Linked DNA regions of Ovis aries: region 2 is linked to region 1. The links are chromatin contacts, called in public Hi-C maps. All regions are on one chromosome and are shown on one strand. The core of a region is the stretch at or near the end of the contact, and the rest is flanking DNA. Distances in the headings are between cores, read along the strand shown.

Region 1 (7,281 bases), core at 3,385-5,884:
AACGCTAGAAGTCTATAAAGGGGGAGGGAAAGGGGAATAGATATCCCCCAAGAGTAACCTTCACTTTTAAAAATTATTTCACATATGATTTTTTTTCCCTTTTCATATAGTTGTACTGCCAAGTACTTTGGCACATTGTAATAAAATTGTTTGGAAAATAAAAGCATTAAATGGTCTTTAAATATGATGATACACCACAGTGAAGATGTTACTAAGGACAGGAGGGTTTTTTTTAAGCTGTTTTTAATACAACTAATTCTAAAGCTGCAAATTCAAAAGTCAATTTCAAAGAAATCAAATTATTTTGGGGGTGAGGGGAGGCTGCTCTGTAACACAGTAAAGCACGTACTACTGTGATCACATAGCCTGGTGGGCTAGTCCTTGGGATCGCAGTCAGACACGACTTAGCGACTGCGCAGGCACCACACTATTATTACAGGTATCTGGACTACAACACACACACCTCCCCCTCCCTCCCACTATCAATCCAGGTGCTGCCTCCTGCCACGTGATGGCTCAGTCAGCCTCAGCGGTCGCTGCTGCCACACCCACCACTTGACCTTCATTTAGTCAGCCCACAGGGTAAGGCAAGGCCTGTTACTTTTCCAACAGTGCAAATTTTTGTAAAGTTTCTTTGATACAACATTCCACCAGACAAAGAATACCTTACAAAACTGGGAAAATAAACACACTTGCCTTCTCCCCTACAGTCAAACACACAAGACTGGGATGGAGCCTGATCTCCAAAGCAGAGCATTTACTGAGGCATGACCCAGAATGGGAGCAGGTAATCGAAAAAAACTGCAATTCATGGGCCTACAATGAAAGAGAAGCATATGAACAAAATGGAGATGTTAGTAGTTTTACTCCAGAATCCTGGTCCTGCTTGGAATCAGTACCTTGAGTTTAAGATTAACATTAACGAATCTGCTGAGAGATAACCTTAAGATAATGAAGGCCAAAGAAGCCCACAGGCAGATGTCATTAAATGACAGCATGTCATGGGTTTCCCTGGTGGCTCAGATGGTAATCTGCTTGCAATGCAGGAGACCCAGGTTCGATCCCTGGTTGGGGAAGATCCCTTGGAGAAGGGAATGGTTACTCAGTCCAGTATTCTTGCCTGTAGAATTCCATGGACAGAGGAGTCTGGTGGTCTACAGTACATGGGCTTGCAAAGAGTTAGGACACAACTGAGCGACTAATACTTTCACTACTCCTGACTTGCCCTTATGTTCAGCCTGGATATCAGCTCTTAGGAACACTTTGATCACCTACACGGTATGCATTAGAAAGCCGTGAAAATGGAATAAAGTACATGTATATAAGCATTCTGAAATTGCTGAAACCAAGCGTAACACATTAGCCAAACATACAAGAAGCTAGTCAAAATCCTCACACAGCTGTTTTAAAGACGGCAATGACATGGATCATGAGGTATTTTCACTTTATCTCAAATATAAAGAGTAAGACTACTTCTTAAATATTAATATATAGAGCACTTGGAAAGGAACCTCACTTGGGACAAATGTGCTGAAGACTTGAATGTAAAAGATAAAATCAGGAAACATCTTAAATGAATGTCTTTACAGAACCCTTGAGGTAGAGAAAGGCTGTCTCTATATGCCAGCAGCCCAGCAAATCTACCCAGGTCAAAAAAAGATGTAATAATCCCCTCCTTCATTAATTTCAAAAGCAAAAGAAAACATCTGCACAAATGAGGTTTAAAAAGAAAAAAAAACTATAACACGCTTTCAGAATATAAAAGGTACACAGATTACCCGCAACCCAGAAATTCCACCAGTAGAAACATATTTCACGGAAATCAATTTACAAAAATGTACAAGGATAAAGAAATGGGGGGAGGAGGGCCCAGTACATACAATATGCACTGGTGTTAAAAAAAAAATGAAGAATTACTTCTATTATCATAGGTATCTCCCATGTATACATAAGATACATGTTAGACTAAAAAAAAAACAGTATATCTAACTACACCATGGAACAGCTATTAAAAATGATATAGATCTTTAATAACACAGGAAGAGGCCCACAATATACTCAAAAGATTATAAAGCAACATTTACTGTATGATCCCTGTTAAAAAATAACATATGCATTAAGTCTGCCCACACATGTACTGAAATATGCATAGTGGACTTCTCCAGTTGGAAAGATCCCCTGGAGAAGGGAATAGCTACCCACTCTGGTATCCTTGCCTGGAGAATTCCATGGACAGAGGAGCCCAATGGGCTACACTCCATGGGGTTGCAAAGAGTCAACACTACTGAGTGTCTAACAGGGGTAATCAGATCAGGCAACTCACTCATACACTGCCTCTGATAAAGAAAGGCCAGAGGATACGCTTTCTCCAGGTGGACCCCATACTTGACGGAATACAGCGTTGATTCCAGCCTACATGCACCACTCCCCCACATCTCCTTGGAGTGTCCTTATGCCTGCTGGGACAAGATTATAGACAGTTCTCACCTATTTATGCCATTCAGTACTGGCTTACTATTATTACAATAAATGCAGAAATTTACGAACTGAACTGACAATTTCCATTTTGAAAATAAAAAGTCTTGCCTTCATTCTTCTAAATCTAATCCCAACTTCACCTGTACTCCTTCCACTGCCCTTACATAATCCCGCATTCTCTGATACCAAATAAAATCTCTATCCCAACAGCATGTAATACAAAGGTTAAACAGCACACCCTGCATTAAGAAATGTCATTCAAAAAAAAAAAGAAATGTCATTCTAACAAAGTGAAGATACTTAGTACTGGAACGAAGAAAGGTAGTCTACACAAAGTCATCCCTCTTCACCACTCAAATATTCCTTCAGCAAAAAGTAAGTACACTCTAAAAACAAAAATAACTGTTTACAGCACCCTCCCCCATTTAATTCTAAATGCAAGATCTATTTCCTCATCACACTAGTGGGTTCCCCATAGACAGCCATTTGAATAAAAATCGTGATTACCATGCAGTGAGGCAAGGCATCTGTAAAATAATACAACCGCTGGACTAGGATTAAAGGACAACTGGGTTCTTTTCTTGGCTCTGTGGAATATATAATTTTACACAAACAAAATCACAACCTCTCTGGGGCTCATTTTTCTCATCTCTGAAGCAGGGTTTGGGCTAAAAAAAAAAACCCTCCAAGGCCCCCTTGCAACTTGTGATAGGGCTTTAAGCCGCCTTTCTATTCTAGAAGAGCCGATTTCAAGTAGCAGCAACAGTTTATTTCCTAAGTCAAGGCTAATTCACTCTCTTCATGCTTCTCTTCAAAGTGTCGTGCTCAAATAGTTCTCCAGTCTAGAAATACTCTCACGCAGAAAAGTCTGTCATGACCAACTAACAAAATATTTTTCAAAAGAAAAAAAAATTGGTTTACTTAAGTTTAAAGGAGGGGAGCACTAGTCGGGGGGAGCACTAGTCCTTATTCAGACGTTAACAGTTTTTCCAAAAAAAGAGGCACTCGAAGGCAGCACCACACTGACGGATGGTTTAAATATTTCTTTTAAAACAAAGAACCCATGCAGAGGAAAACTGCTAGCAAATACAATCATCACACGTTTTGAAGGCACAGGGTAAAAAAAAACAAACAAAAAAACAAACCGTGCCTTTCAGACCGAATTTACTTTCCCCCAATGAACCACGTTGGTAAGGAAGAAAACCTGTGTCACTAAAAAGGAATTAGGAAGGAAGCAACCTTTTTAAGGGTCTTTTCACCGGACAAATTCAACTGCATTTTCGGGTACCGTGTACTTGCGTGCTTAACACAGTCGTGCAGCCCACACACTGAACACTCGTTCACACTCTTCCGATCGGCCGGGGTGGCAGCGTGGACGAGTCACAAGATAGCGGCGGGAGTGGAAATTTCCTCTCCCCGGGTGTGGGGCAGGGTCTAGCTTCCCCGAACCGCTCGGCGCCGCCGGCCGCCTCCGCCAGGGCCTCTCGGGGCCGGCGCGCTCCGTACAAAGGAGGCCGGGCGCTCGGCCCCCACGCGCTCGGGGCTCTGGGCAGCGGTCCCCGGCTTCCGGCGCCTCAGGCCCCGGCAGCACGTGCGCCCGCTCCCGGCCGGGAGGAAGGAACCGGCGCGGCCCGGCGGGGGCTGCCAGCGGGCCCCGCCGCCTCGCCCGCCCCCCGGCCCCGCGAGAAATGAATGGGGCCACGCTACTCCTCTGCCGCCGCTGCCGCTCGCGTTCCAGTCTGGCGGCCGAGACGAAGACCGCTGCGGGCGGCGGTGGCTCCTGGGGCCCCCACGCGGGGAGCTGCCTCCCGCCCTCCCTTCCCACCAGACCCCACCCGGCGTCCCCCTAGACCGCGGCCGGCCCGGGTGCCCAACCGTCGCCCGCTCACCCCAGCTCTTGGCGGTGCGCCCCAGGAATTCTCCGGTTGTCCGGTTGTAGATGAAGAGCTTCCACTCGGCCAGGCTTTGGTTGAAGGACTTCTTGTCTGTCTTCGTCATGGTGTGTGTGCCGACGGCGAGAGGAGCGGCGGCCGCGGGGGTGGAAGCGGCGAGGAGCGCTGAGGCGCGTCCCGGCACGAGCGGGGAAGCTCGGCGGCGGCGGCGGGAAGCGGGACGGCAGAGGAAACCTTCTCGCTGCGGTGAGCGCTCAAGCAGACTGCGCTGCGCCGCGCCGAGCCGGGGCCGCCGCTCCGGCCGCGGGAGCCTGACGTCTCCGCCCTCCGCAGCCAATCCCCGCGCAGTTCAGGCCCCGCCGCCGCCGCCGCCGCCACCGCCGCCACCGCCTCCCGCCCGCGGCTGGGCGCAGCCGGACGCGGCGACAACGCCCCGCCCGTTGCCCCGCCCCCGCCCCGGCCCCGCCCCTCCCCGCGGTACCCGGCGGGGCTCCAGGACGCTCTGGGTTCCTTCTTCCCTGGCCGGAGGAAGCGAAAACTGTGCAAAGCAACTTAAAAAAAAAAAAAAGTCATGAGAGCTTAATAAGAAGCAGGTTTATAATGACAAGCAAAAGATGAGCGTCCCTGACCCGCAGGTTTCTCAGAAGGAGGACTCTGGGGAGATGCTGCGGGCGACCGGAACCCGGGGTCCCCTCGCTTCTTTGCCTGCTTGCGGCGCGGGACGAGGAGAGCGCGGAAACTACTCCAGTCAGCTAAGTCGCCTTCACCGAGAAGGGGACCTCACCCCTCTCTCCACGAACCGTTTCCAGGCGTTCTCCTCTGGGCTTTATGACGTGACTAAAAGGTAGTCGGCTGTAGTTTTTCGTGAAGGTGTTTGATGTACTACGTACCGCTGCTCAGAGAACGCCCTGACTTGGCTCTTTTGAAGGAGTCAACTAGGAATCTTAGGTCAATGGGGATTTCATCCAAAGTTTGCCAGTATTAAGTAAGTTCAGTATAGTTTTCTCCAGCTTTAATTGAATTTATCAGTGAAACCAATACATGTGTTTTCCTGAAGTTCCTATCAGCTGTTAAGACCTGCTTTTTCTCAAACACTCAGGTGCTACAGGAAATCAATTCTTCGTTTAGTGTTGATGGCTAAATAATGTTCCTGACTTTTCATCTTTTCCACTGCATGGTTGCTCCCTTTGGTCAGAGCTGAGGGTGCAGTCGTTGTTTTCCTACACGAGGTGGAGCTGAAGAGTATCGTGCTCTGAGACTTGTGACAGCATGAAAAAATTTAAATGGGAGTTTGGGCAGGAGGTGGGGGGTTATTTTGTTTTGTTTTTAGAGAACAGAAATAGAGCACCGCCTCTGTTTTATCAGCAAATAAAAATTATGAATGAAGGGATGTAGCACACACCTTATTGTTTGAAATGATTCATTATAGCCCATCAGTTTAAACAGCCTGCAAATGCATTAAAGGAGTAAATGGATAACAAAATTCTGGCATTTCTCTTGTTTCCTCACTTTGTTTATCAAAGCAAGGAATTATGTCTTTCACAAATGGAAAAGGGATAGAAGAATATATTATTATAAAGTGATTTTCCCCTGTGCTTAGGAAAGCTAAATTTATAATTATGACCAAATCCAGTTATTTTGTCGAACCAATGACAGCAAAAGATTTGTAGAAGCCTTTTGTAAAGTTTGGCATGAAAATGGTATTAGAAATAGCAAAATATTGTGCAAGCAAACTAGAATGCGTAGTTAACTATTTTTGTCTCATTTACAATTGAACTACGAATTAGAGGACAGCTAAAATATTGGTAGAGTTGGTAGCAGGCTTTCTAGTTTGGGCAACAGTAAAGATGCAGAGTCTGTTTGAAATAAAATATAAAACCATCTGCTTTACTGATATTGTGTGTGTTAACAATCACACTTCGGAAATAACCTGGCGCACACAACAGAAGCATGGTAAACAAGAACATTATGAAATAGCATTTCAAAGATATTGAACGCTGCCAGATATTTGTAGTTTGTATATTTTTAATGGTCATTAATATGCTTTTCGTACATAATGCTTTTCCAATTAAGTAAGTAAAAATATAATTCAGTCAGTGTTTTCAAAATTCATGCCTAGCGTAGTGTAATAACTAATTAACCGATCTCAGTTTGGGGAAAAGTTTGCATCCTAATTCAAAACACAGCAACTATTTGTTTCTCTGATACATGATTCTTGAGCATTACTTGGAAGAGAATATACTAAGTGTGTTGGGGGATATTGGCCCACCAGGTGTGAGCAGATGAAATATCAAATTTAATCACACTATTATTCCCTCTAGATTTACTTTACTCTCCCTTGTGAAAGCAAAGTTATTTTGGACTTCCCTGGTGGTAGTTGGGGTGGCTGAGTTGGAGTAGTAAGTGGCAACCCACTCCAGTATCCTTGCCTGGAATTTTCCATGGACAGAGGAATCTGGCGGGCTATAGTCCATGGGGTTGCAAACAGTTGGACACGACTAAGTGACTGAGCAGTTCAAGGGACACTGGTTTGATCCACATGCAGCTAGGCCTGTGCACCACAACTAATGAGCCCTCATGCTGCAGCTGCTGAAGTCTGTGTGTCTAGACCCTGTGCTCCACCAGAAGAGAAGCCACTGCAATGAAAGAAGCGAATGCACTGCAACTCGAGGGTCGCTCCTGCTCTTTACAACTAGAGAGGAGCTCGCACAGCAAAGAAGACCTAGCACAGCCAAAGTAAATAAATTGATTTTTTTTTTTTTAAGTATCAGACGACCACAGTGATTCAGTGTCCATCTCTCCTCCACCACCCAGTTGCTGCCTCCATGGTGAATGATGACAAAGCTCTGGGGAAACTTGGCAAAGCTGGATGAGGCAGAGTGAGGAAGGAATAGTTGTGGGCCACTGGCTC
Region 2 (7,281 bases), core at 2,322-4,821, 140 kb after region 1:
CTTCAAAGTCAAATAAAAGGCCCAAAGGGTTAGAGATGTAGATTAGAAGGCTCATACTATTAATTTCTCATCTGAACATAACTGCTTAAAGATGAATAAAGTACAAGGCACTCTACTAATTTACTTATGACCAGGAGCAATTTCACAAGAGTTACTGACCCTCTATTTTCACAAGTGCTGATTAAAACATGTCCTGACAGTGGATGTAACTACTAGAGAAAAATATGCTATATTTCACTATATTACTCCCTGGGCACATGCACACAGATCAATTTTATGAACAGTTTATTTTCAAGACATCCTTTAAAATAAGCCACAAATATATATTGGTATTTGCTTACATATATTTAGAAACTCTAGAAGGATAGTCAAGAAACTAATAATAAAGTTCACCTGGGAGGAGATGGAATGGGAAGGGGTTTTCACTGCACACTTTCTCAAGTTTTTAAGTTGTGACTGTATAACCTACATAAAAATTAAATTTAAAAAACCCTAAATATTAGGTTCTCTCTCTTATTTTTTCTTTTTAAGGAAATGCTCCCTTTACAAATAATCTGAGCCCAAAGCATTTACCCAACAACGGTAAAGTATTTTAATAAATTACCTGGGAGTAAACATGAGGAATGGGAACCAAAAGGATATACTAGAACTTTTCAAAATTCAGTCTGTACTACCATTTGCTTGAAGAACGTAATATAGAATATTTTAGGAACCAAAGAAATGGACTCATTCACTAGCTGAAAGCAGTCAAAGTTGGGTGAAAGGAAGTTCAAACTAACAGAAAAAAAAAAAAGATTTTAATATAAATTAGAGAAAAATTCTATAAAAATAGAAACAGGATAGAGTTGAAGCCTACTTCTTTTCTTACACTGGATTATGCTCAGGCATTTGTTTGCTCCTCTCTGCATGCTCTTACCCTTAAAAAAAACACACTACCCTGGCCTCTTCAGTGTGGATTAAAAACCACCACTGCCTCCTGAGGCTTTCTTCAATTTCACAGTTACTGAGTACCTACCCTGTGCAAAGAGTAATGCCTGGGGGCCACCAAAATGACCAAGTCTGGGTCCCTGGTCTCACCAGTAAATGGGAAAGTGGATAGGTAAACAGTTAAATATCGCAAGGATCATGATATAAGGGGGAAGACATGCCTCTGGTTCTGTGCAGTCACAGAAAGTTCAGGATCCCAACTGTCTCTTTTACAAGTTAGGAAAACAAGGCTCCAGAAGGTTATGTCAAACGTCCAAGTTAACAGATAGCTGTGGAAGGTTACTCTGGCTCTTTATCCCTTGACAATACAAGCAAACCTCGTCCCCTCTTCCTCACCGGTGCTTGCTAGCAGCTCCTTTCCCAATAAAGTCGGCAGAGTGGAAACCAAGGAAGAGTGTCTTAACCACATTAGAATGGGCTGACTGGCAATTCTTAGATCAAGAAGTTATAACAAATCATTTAGGTGTATGAGATGAATTCAAATATCAAGGACACAGGATTAAGTGGGCTTTTTATAGAATCTAGAAGTCTCTGAATCATGCCTACGGCTTTTATTTAGATTCACTATCAACAACTGATCTGAACAGATAAAAATTCCTAAAGTTTCATATAAAAGAAAACATTTTCCTTTGATGATGTTCTTAATATCTAAAACAGCGCATTTCTAAGGAGTACAGTAACACCTTTTAGAATGATGCCAGAAAACACACTTCCTTCTGCTGTCACCTGACCACCAAATAGATTTTAACACCTCATAAACACAATACAGAGGTCTAGCCCAGAATACTTTTCTGAACCCAAAGTACAGCTGTTGTAAATATGAAACATTAATCCACAGTAGCAAATACTTGTTATAATTAGAAAGTTAATGTGAGAAGTGAGTCATTTATAGCCCATACTTTGACTTACCTTAAATATCCCAGTAAAGTTTATTTCTTGCAAACTTTCAACCATTATTTTATATTTTGCATTTCTACCTACTAATTTAAAATTTTTCTTTGGGGAGAAAAATAAGATGCTCTTTTAGGAAAATTATTTTAAACTAAAAAAGAAAAAAAATCCCACAAACTGGAAGTTATGATTCTAGCTTTCAAGAAAGGGTTAGGGCAAGGGGGCTGTATTGCAGGCCCATAAACTAAGTACCTAAAAACCCGATACACAAAATAAGTCGATCACATCTGAAATCTAGTTCTTTTAAAAAGTAAAAAAATATTTGAATCCCATAGTTGCAAATTCTCTTTAAAACAAATTCCTACGAATAAAAAACATAAGTGCATACTACAGAGAGAGTAAATTGAGAAATCTCTTGTTTCTGGTAGGTCTAAATTTTCAATGCTCAAGAAGGGAAAGCATCTTTTAAGTTACTTTCTCCAACTGTCTCATTTTTCAGTGCAAGACACAAAGTTTTCAAACTACAGAAGCCTCAGTTTTCTCCAATTACCTTCAAGAAATGACATTTAAGACACTCTTAAATGCTGTAGTTTTAAATGCCCTATTTAAAAATATAACGTGCATTTAAACAGCAACTCTTTTTTAAGGTCGTCTAAGATCTTAAAACAGAGACCATATAAAACACAACGAGATGAAGCTGCTCTGAAAGGCTTCACGTGGTCCAATATTTTCATTAAAAATATCATAGAAAGAAGTAACAAGTTTGCAAAAGAGGGCTTTCCAGAAAGGCCAGACTTGAGGGCACTACCCTTCTCCAAGAAATTGCATGCTAGGATGGGGAGTGGCCAGTAAAGAGATGAAGCTTCATGTCTCTGAATAAAAGGGTTTACATTCTTCTAGTTCAAGCCAACCGAGTGCGATCTGACCAATCTTGAATCATCCAGGTTTAAAAGCCAGCAGAACAGTAGCCAATCTAGAAAGGGGACGGCTAGGAACACTCTTCTTCCCTGCGCCTCTCCAGAGCACGACTAGCGGCCGTTTGGGGGGAAAATGACTCCAGAGCATCACTTTGGTGTGTGACCAGAACCATCCGACTGACCCGCTGACTCAGGGCCTTGACCTTGACCTCTGTGTGGTTTGCTTTCGGAAAAGGGTGCGGTCGCTGGCCACACAAACCGAAGTGGTTCCTCCCAGCTCCCGTCAAATCACCTACTTTTATTGTCGTGATCACACCGATCACTACTGGAAATGACCTTGTTTAACTGTCCTGCCTGCTACCCCCCTATTCCCCCAGAATACCCGTCCCCGGCACAAGTCGCCTGCTGAACGACCAGCTCGGGCGTGGCCCGCGGTCTCCTGGGGCCGGGGCAGGGCGATCCCGCCCCTACTCCTCCCGGAACGGTCTCTCCAAGGCTTGGTCCTTCCCCCCACGCCCGAAGCCGGGCCTGCGGAGGCCGCAGCACAGCCGGGGCCTCGCCTGCTGCGCTTACCCATCACCTGGACCCTGCAGATGGCGCACGTATCGCACTCCACGTCCCAGCTCCACATGGCCACCGCGTTCCACTTCTTGAGAGAGAACATTTTGTCACCGCCCGACTTGGATCCTGCGCTCCCCGAGTGAGAGGACAGGGCACAGGGTTCCTCACCGTCTTCCACGTCGGCCATAGCGGCGGCGCGGAGCCGGCGACGGAGACGTTGGGTCGTGGGAGGCGGGCGGCTATGGCGGCTCAGTGGGGCCGTCCGACGGGCCACAGCGCCGCCCGCAGGCCACGGGCCGCCGCGGGGGTCTAGGACCGTGGGGCGCCCGTGATTGGCTGGCGCGGCCCAGTGACGTCACCGTACGCCGGCACCAGCGGCTTCCCGGTGTCCTAGTTCCCGGTACTCGCGTCCCCAACGCCCGGCCAGCTCAGCGGGGTGAGGGACCCCGGACCGACCCTGCGCGGGGGAGACACGTGTCCTGCTTTATGTCTTCATGACACCGCTTTTAGACGTTGTCTTGTTGATATATTCGTCCTTCTCAAATGTAAACGCCCTGGGGGGAGCGGGGACTATTTCTTTTTTCTTTTTGGGTGGGGGGACTATTTCTTGATCATCTCCTTCGTTAAGAAATGCTGTCTCGGGAGGGACAGTTATATGTTGAGTGAATGAATGACGAGCTAGGAATCTGGTTCAACAGTTCTCAAATATTTTGGTCTTGGGACCCCTTTACACTTAAAAATTACTTAAGGACATTTAAGAACTTTTGTTTGTATAGGATGGATGTGTACATATACACGCTTATACATATGTATTTCCTTTTTAAGAAAACGGGGGAAATGTGAATATATTAATTCACTTCAAAACAGTAAGAAATCCATTACAAGTTATCCTTAGAATACCAATATTGTACACTCACAAGAGAGAATGAAGAGAAATAGCTATGAGTGCTGTGCTGTGCTTCGTCGCTCAGTCGTGTCCGACTGTGCAGATCCCATGGACTGTATGTAGCCCGCCAGGCTTCTCTGTCCATAGGATTTTCCAGGCAAGAATACTGGAGTGGGTAGCCATTCCCTTCCCCAGGGGATCTTCCCAACCCAGGAATTCAACCGGGGTCTCCTGCATTACAGGCGGATTGTTTACCAGCTGAGCTACCTGGGAAGCTCAGAGCTATGAATACTGTTATGTAAATATGTAAATAGTTTTGACCTTGTTGGTCCCCTGAAAGACTTCCAGGAACCCTGGAGACCACACTCTAAGAAACTTAAATCTAGTTTAACTTTTTATGTGTAGGAATACTGAAGTCCCCAAAAGTAATTTATAGTAATTCTGCTATATTTATAAAAGTAATTTATAGTAATTCAGAAAAGTAATTCTGCTATTCTGAGAAGGTGACAGTGGAAACTAAGGTTCTTCTGTTACTAGCCCAGGGTCATGTTATGTTTTCCCAAGCAAAGCAGATAACATCTTCTTTTAAAAGATACCGAAGCTGAGGCATGGAGACCGGAAGATGCTTGGTCACACTACCACCTAGTGGTGGCCACCTGCTGTGTCAGGATTAGGACTCAGAGCTTCGCACCTCTTTTTATTTTAATGATGAGGGTCTCATCATTCCCTCATCTCCTGGTGTCAGGCCTGGTGCCCCTGGGTCTAGGCTAACCAAACTTCAGAACTCTGGCAGAGGAGTCAAGGAGGCATTAAATGTGTAACGATACAAATATGGACACAGGGTCACATTTGGCCACATGTGCTGTTTGTTGGGTGGTGCATTAAGTGCTGTCAGAGACAGAAACCTTCCTCAAGACAGATGGAGTGAGGGAGTGAGGGAAAGCCTCATAGAAGAGGTTAAGTTTGAACTCGGCGGGAGATGGGAGGCCTTGGAGGCCAGGAAGTAAATGGAGAAAGCAAATGGACAGAGCAGTAGTGGTGGTAGCAGATATAAATCTCACCACAGTAACTTCATGAGCCAGACAAAAATGTCTGTAAACAAACCCAGATGAACCATCCAGAACATGTTTCATTCACATTAAGCTATCACATATCTGACTATCAGTTCAGTTCAGTCGCTCAGTCGTGTCCGGCTCTTTGAGACCCCATGAATCACAGCACGCCAGGCCTCCCTGTCCATCACCAACTCCTGGAGTTCACTCAGATTCACATCCATTGAGTCAGTGATTCCATCCAGCCATCTCATCCTCTGTCGTCCCCTTCTCCTCCTGCCCCCAATCCCTCCCAGCATCAAAGTCTTTTCCAATGAGTCAACTCTTTGCATGAGGTGGCCAAAGTACTGGAGTTTCAGCTTTAGCATCAGTCCTTCCAAAGAACACCCAGGGCTGATCTCCTTTAGGATGGACTGGTTGGATCTCCTTGCAGTCCAAGGGACTCTCAAGAGTCTTCTCCAACACCACAGTTCAAAAGCATCAATTCTTCAGCGCTCAGCCTTCTTCACAGTCCAACTCTTGCCGGGGTCCAGCCCCGGTGGATCCAGGGTAATTCGAAGGTGGGGATGGAATCGGCGTCCTGGAAAAAACTTAATTACAGATATAGAGGGAGATTAGAAACAGTGTAGTAGGAGAATTAGTGGAGAAAAGAGGCTGAATAACTGGTTTACATGAACTACCAATCACCACCTACGTAGGCCACAGGCGTCTTTCCATTCTCCCAGAGGAGAGGAGGCACTCAGGCCTCCCCGGTCCGATCTCAGAAGCCCAGGCAGAATTAGCAGACTTGGTGAGTACCCACATTTCAGATGGGAATTCAGCCAGGAAAACGGGGAGCAAGAAAGAAACGACACGGGGGAATCAGTCTTTCCAGAAACTGATCCGATTTCTTGATTTTTCAGGTTTGTTTAAATACCTTTTTGTTATACATAGGGATGAATACAGAGTCGCGCGGGGGTCAGCAGACCTGACCCTTGTCACAATCAGGTGCTTCATATAAATTTATACAAAGGTCTTATGAGTTTCATCATCTTCTAGCCATGAGGTCTGCTGACATTTTATGGCCCTTTCTGATACCGGTCAGTTAACCAGAAAACTTATTTTTCCAGGGGTGATTTTTTCTTAAATCGCCACCCTCCAAATAAAGTTGCATTCCTATAGGGTGAGGGTGTAGTGAGTTACAATCAAGAAAGGAATTTACTTAATCTAAGGTTTAAGATGATTAATCTTAAAGGTTAATACTTATTTCTCCTATATGCTAGTTATATTCATTATAAGGGCAGGAATATGGAGATTTAGCAGCAAATATTGGCTCAACAAATGTAAACCCTTCACCAATGTTCCCCTTAAGATCTATTTTGTCTTAAGATAGTGATAAAGTTACATTTTTGCATAGCAAGGACACAATGATTTATAACAAAGTACAGTGGTCTATAATAAAAGAGAGAATTCATTAACTCAAAAATCTAGTATTGCTAACCTTAAAAACTACTATACTTCCTTTTCTATATTCCAAATACATTGATTAATATATTCCCAGGTGCCTAAGGATATGGAGGCCTGATAGCAATCATTGACTCATCAATGAAAAAAGCCCTACGCTAATACCTCAAACTCTCTGTGCTGTTTATGGTTGAGAGGCTGTCACACAAGCTAGTCTGTCAGCAGAGAGGTTTGACCTGAGACATCCTTGTCACACCCAGTGCAGGGAATTAGCAGTAATTATTGGCACGACAAATGAAAAAACCCTTCACCAATATAATTCCTAATCAACCTGCTATACTATACTAATGATCTTCTAACTTCTCAAAAGAGTCTGTATTTAGAAAGTTTTGAAACATCCCGTGCCTCTCACAGTTGGAAGGCTGTAAACAGTCACGTGCGGTTGGACGAGCCTGATCAGGCAGGCCAGAGAACCTTCAGAGTTCTTAAGTTGAAACACTCTTATCACGCCCAGGAATTTTTATTAACTGGAGCTGCAAGTTAA

The links. Hi-C and Micro-C count contacts between places; a contact is called where the count stands out from the background.
Region 2: a contact with region 1 is called in a Hi-C map of muscle, with 4 times the contacts expected there. The contact joins the promoter of RNF7 here to the promoter of ATP1B3 in region 1. A contact is called at or near these places in 6 of 16 Hi-C or Micro-C datasets (blood, hypothalamus, muscle and 1 more).

The regions. Positions count from the first base shown.
Region 1 is chr1:247,672,266-247,679,546 of ARS-UI_Ramb_v3.0, forward strand. ATP1B3 (ATPase Na+/K+ transporting subunit beta 3) reads right to left here and starts at 4,635. Exons shown (of 6, transcript XM_060395042.1): 1 at 4,368-4,635. The coding sequence starts at 4,476. LOC132657378 (a long non-coding RNA gene) reads left to right here and starts at 4,845. Exons shown (of 2, transcript XR_009595422.1): 1 at 4,845-5,355; 2 at 5,470-7,281.
Region 2 is chr1:247,816,711-247,823,991 of ARS-UI_Ramb_v3.0, forward strand. It overlaps RNF7 (ring finger protein 7), which reads right to left and starts at 3,572. Exons shown (of 3, transcript XM_012102263.5): 1 at 3,376-3,572. The coding sequence starts at 3,543. LOC101108102 reads right to left here. Exons shown (of 11, transcript XM_060395066.1): 11 at 6,158-7,281.